2 separate regions of the Bicyclus anynana genome follow, and region 1 is linked to region 2. The links are chromatin contacts, called in public Hi-C maps. All regions are on one chromosome and are shown on one strand. The core of a region is the stretch at or near the end of the contact, and the rest is flanking DNA. Distances in the headings are between cores, read along the strand shown. Region 1 holds the start of LOC112054731 (transmembrane protein 132E). Region 2 overlaps LOC112054731 (transmembrane protein 132E).

Region 1 (2,770 bases), core at 139-2,638, 63 kb after region 2:
CCTTCGCGTTTAAAGTTATTTTATTTCTTTATTAATGTGTTTTTCGAAGGTTGAGGGTATGGACCCTTAAAACCTACTACCTTCCAAAGCCACCACAGTCATAACTCCTTAATTGGCTGCCTCACTTACCAACAGTAGTAGCATAGGCTGACAAAGTTTCAGCCTTCGTTAAATGAGGCATATGTGGCTATTGCAGGCTCTAAAACATTGTCAGGACAGGACTCAGTAATTTGGGCACGCACCGTACATTACAGACACGCATAAAATCGCTCTATCATTTCTCCGGAACCTTCCTACCCTCCAATTTCTTCCCATGAAAATGAGCTTTTCAGAAAATAATAATAAATAATCCCTAATTACTAAAATAAGTAGGTTATTAATTAACAACTCAAATAACTTCATGAATTCCTCCTTACAAAACAAACTCCTTGAAACAATTCCTCCTTAAATTACTGCTCTTTTAAATATAGGTAGGTAGGCATAGGAAGATATATTTCTTTTGTAGAAATCTTTATATGAAGGTAGGTAGGTAATCTATAAATTTTATAGAAACACATTTTAATTTAATTACCCATTCATCAAAATCCGCATAAAAAGAGAGACGTACCTATATACCAAGTATGTAAGTAGGTACCTAATGTAATATATGTAAATATTAAATATTTTTTTTCTAAATAATAATAATTATTAAATAGCAAATAATAAAAATCTGTATATTTAAGTACTTAAATAATACCTAGTACTTAACTACTAACTACATACAACCTACGTAAGTATGAAACTTTTGGGGCCACTCTGTAGAAAACGTGAAAGCTCGCAGTCTTATCAATCGAGTCTCACGAACTTTACTTTGGCTCATGCCCTTTAACCTAACCTATCATACTAACTAAATACATAGAGCAAAAGCATAATAAAAAAGCTTAATAAAGTTTCTTTTCCTTACCTGTCAGCAGGAGCAGAACCAGGCGCCGCATCTTGGAATCCTATTTACGTGTCTCTCACGCGTCAGGCAATTTACGAAGACGGTACAGCCATTTCATCAGACAAACCCGGTCAAGCCAATGTTTACGCGACTCAGCTGACGTCTTTACGTTCGCTAATCAACCACACACTTGCACTGCGGGTCCCGCACGCTGCAGTGTCAACGGCACAAGCTCGCGAGAAAAACTGGACACCCGGCGAAAGCTGGCCTTTCGAGCCGTTTGAAATGGCAGCAAAATCGCGTGCCGACAACAAATGGGGAAGTTATTCATTCATGATTTAAAACATCGCGTCCGAAAGCTGGTTGACAGATATGCACTGCGATGAAAACATTACACATGGCTCGAGCGGAGAGCTTCGCACGCGATCGTAGCGCTCGGCGGTCGACTCGCGAGTTGCGTGAGTGGGCCGGCTGCGGGGAGCGGGGCGCGCGCGCGGGGGCGGGGTACGCCTGCGCCGCACCTCACCGCACCACCACCAGTATTGACCGACGACGCCTCCTTCCCACATCGAACATCCTTAACTAGGCACTACGAATTCTCCTTTGAAGATTCCCCTAATTCCTCCCTCCGTTCTAGAGACGCCACGTGTAGAATTTACAGGCGTCTGAAGATTTCCCATTTTTCTTTTCAGTTGTCGAAATTTTCTTTTTCTCTTGCTTGAAGTGATATTTTTCTGTAATCAGTATTTGTTAAAAAAGGGTTATAGTAAAGTACAACTTAGACAATTTACTGCAAGTATTTTAATTTCTGAAGATTTTAATAATATTTTTTTTTACAATCTACCTACATAACAATAAGCTTAAGCCATGCCAGAACACCTCCGCGCTAATGGAAACAGACTCAATGACGAGAGGTTATATGTTCGAACCCCACCCGCTGGACTAATTGTCGTACCCACAGAACAGGAAAGGTTAAAGCTAACATGGTCATACCCAAGGGGCATAGCTACCGCCGTATCAATGATACGGTGCTCTAGAGTCTCTTTACATGTGAAATTAAAAATTAGTAAAATGTAATCCACACAATCTCACTTAATCTGGTGCTCCTCGGGAAAAAACTGTGGAGTTTTCACTTCAGAAATGACAAAAGTATAGTAAAAGTAAAGTAAAGTAAATCTAATCTAATTTTTCCCTGGTTAAGAGTGCGCCCCTAATTTGGAAACAGGGTTAAGTAACTGTCATAGGTATTTATTTTAAGCGAGCATTTTTATTTCTTTTGCGAGAAATCTTTACCCTTCATTTGGGCCATAATTAATGTTGCTATAAGGCCCAAGGCACGCTACGCCAATGTTAGGTACATTGGCGTATCTACCCTATCTATGCCTAGCACAGTATTTTCAACTTTTTTTTTATTATACAAGTTAGCCCTACAATCTCACATCTCACCTGATGGTAAGTGATGATGCAATCTAAGATAGAAGCGGGCTAACTTGTAACTTGTTAGGATGAAAATCCACACCCCTTTTGGTTTCTACACGACATCGTACCGGAAGGCTAAATCGCTTGGCGGTACGTCTTTGTCGGTAGGGTAGTAACGAGCCACGGCCAAGCCTCCCACCTGCCAGAACTGGACCAACTAAGAAAACCTCAATCGAACCTCCGTTAAGTAAATCCACCGCGCATACCACTGCGCCACGGAGGCCGTCAAATTGGAAGGATACGGGAATATTGGTCGTAAGACAAATAACGTAGGATTAGTTTACGTTTCATAGGTAGAGATAAATTCGTGGTAACTTTTTTTTAATAATAAATATGAAAATGTATGTAAATATTAATTTGAATACCTAC
Region 2 (2,740 bases), core at 118-2,617:
CCTGTCGCCCGCATATCATGGGAGTGTTCTCAACGAACTTGCCAGACTATAGTCTTATCTCAAATCATATCGGCCCACTACAGAATAATACAAATAACTTTCTATGAGTAACATAAGTAATTTTCCAAAACTACAACCATAATGTAATTCCACTTTGTGTTATTTACAGAAGTTACAGCTTAACTTCGGCATGAGCCAGTAAAGTGTAAACTTGTTTACATTATAAAAGCAAACAAAAAATCCAAAAATGTTAATGCCGCACGGTTTGCACGTTGCGTACCAAGATGTTATGACTGGAAAATGATGTGTGGGCGCGACAAGGAGCCGAGCAAAATAGAATGAAAGCCTGTGATAGTCAGACATTCCTCTTTTTTCCTCGTCGAAACTGAGGCAGACAAAGTGGCTAATTGTCTTCAACAAGTAGTACCTAATAAATATTGTCTACATTGTCGAGCTGTGTGTTCAAGAAGTGTAAAGAGTATATTAAATATAATTATATTATAAATAAACATAAAATTGTGCCTGTGTGCGCTAAGTGAAGTACTAAATTCGGATTACTTTTTGCGGCGATGTTCAAGGCACGTAACATAATATCTAATAGTAGAAATACTATGGATGGCTTTGAAAGGTATCAAGGATCAAAGATCATCAACTGCCCAATTATAAAATATAATGTTTTGATATTTTCTACCGTATATCATAAGGAATCATGACTCCAGTCGACAACCCTTTAATACAGACTGTTTAAGTTTGATATTTTGAGGGTGTTATTTGAAAGGTTGCCATGAAGTAGCTGGCGATTGGGGACATGATTTCTCATATTATGGCCAGGAAAATATAAACAATTATACTTTAATTAATGATTGAAGCCTTTGAAATTTGCTACCTTCTAAGGCCACCACAGTCCAAACTCGTCTATGAGCTATCGCACTAACTTATGTTCGAGGCATTTTTTTTAGTCCTTTACAAGTCAGTCCCTGACTACAATCTCTCCTGATGGTAAGTGATGATGCTGTCTTAGATGAACGCTAACTTGTTAGGAGGATGAAAATCCACACCCCCTTTACACGATATCGTACCGGAAGGCTAAATCGCTTGGCAGTACGTCTTTTTCGGTAGGGCGGTAACTAGCCACGACCGAAGCCTCCCACAAGCCAGATCTGGACCAATTGAGAGAAAACCTCAATCGAACCCAGGACATCCGGCTTATAAATCCACTGCGCCACGAAGGCCGTCAATATGATATTACAGGCTGATAAGCCTACATAAAATAAGGTATCTTAGGTGGGTAGGTCTGGCTATCGCAGTCCAAAAGGCAAGTCGATATAAAATCCACACTAGGCCTCCGCCTTGTAAACGAGGAGAGGAACTGTATGGGACGCATAAAAACAGCGAACCTTCACGTTCAGCGAACTGAAATGACGTGGTACTATGTAAGGCACTCAACGGGCATAAAATTTTGCTCGCGGTCGTAAAAAGTCTTCCGAGGCAACAGCCGTGACGCAGCGCGTTCAAGAGCTACTCGTTTGTTAAGATAACTCGAAAACGTCCTTTTCGTTAGCGAATATAATTTAAAAAAAATATATATATTTTAAAAACACACCTTGTTTTGAAACTCTTAACATGTAGTAGTGCCTACGAATGAGTGTGGGCTCATTTGCAAGTCAAGCTTGGGCTTGTCTAGGTTTTCTTTTTTGTTTATTTTAGGAGCTTATTTAGCCTCCTTCCGAAACTATCAACAAACCTCATGGTACCATATCATTGCGTTGTCAGTTGTCATATATTAGATCAATTTATAAAAACTTAAACGCTTGCTCGTTCAAATATATATTATACTATAGCTACTTGGTTAAATATTTATTGTAAAAAGTAATCACCTGTACCTTTACAACGGTTTGAATATCAAAAATGGGTTTCCGTAGATGATTACGTACCTGAAAAAAAGGAATTTCACAATTAAAACAAATTACATTAATATACATTTATATACTACATATAAAATATGTATTTATAATATATAATGTACACTTAGAACATGGGCTCCCATCACAGAAATAACGACGACACGACACACAGCCGATTACCACAATAAATTTGACGAAGGCAAGCAGTCCCAAAGTAAAGGAAATTCATACCGCTTGGTACAAACTCTGATTTTTCATACATCCAATATCCATACATACTCGTATATGTATTTTCATTACAAAAATAAATATGTATGTATTGCATAGATTTTTAAAAGGTAACCCTGAGGGAATCGGGCTGTGTGGACCCCTCACCGCTGCTACCCACCGCGCCACGCGGCCTTCTTGATGCATGCCAGGATGTTTATCATAGCACGAGTACAGAAGGCGCGATCATTCCGCAATACGCGTGCTTAGTATTCTGGGGTTTGTGTTGACACCGTGCTGGGTAGCTTGGGTAGCAGCGTCCTCTACAGTCGATTGTGAGCAACGAAACAATCTTGGGCAATCACGACATAATTTGATGTTACTAAACTTTTTTATATAAGATAGTTGATATATGATAGTCAAATTTTATGTAAATAATTTCGTGGAACATGTTGCTATCTACATGCAAGCACGCATCAAAGTATCACTTATAATATAGCGCTAGCTAATAACAGAAGGAAATGCCTTTTACTATTATTTATTATGTTTCTGAAACAGTAATAATTCATGCAACAGTAACGCATTCAGGCTCGAACTTATTCCTTCATCGCGAGACGCGGTAGTGTAAA

The links. Hi-C and Micro-C count contacts between places; a contact is called where the count stands out from the background.
Region 1: a contact with region 2 is called in a Hi-C map of whole larva, with 3 times the contacts expected there. The contact joins the promoter of LOC112054731 here to the enhancer-like site in region 2. A contact is called at or near these places in 2 of 2 Hi-C or Micro-C datasets (whole body and whole larva).

What each region holds. Positions count from the first base shown.
Region 1 is chr5:7,861,728-7,864,497 of ilBicAnyn1.1, forward strand. It overlaps LOC112054731 (transmembrane protein 132E), which reads right to left and starts at 1,389. Exons shown (of 21, transcript XM_052881784.1): 1 at 944-1,389. The coding sequence starts at 974.
Region 2 is chr5:7,798,469-7,801,208 of ilBicAnyn1.1, forward strand. The region is part of intron 1 of LOC112054731 (transmembrane protein 132E); the gene reads right to left. Among protein-coding and RNA genes, the nearest start is that of LOC112054731, 63 kb to the right of the region's middle. Within about 2 kb of position 1,368, at least 4 of the 8 cell types and tissues checked have open chromatin away from gene starts, as enhancers often do.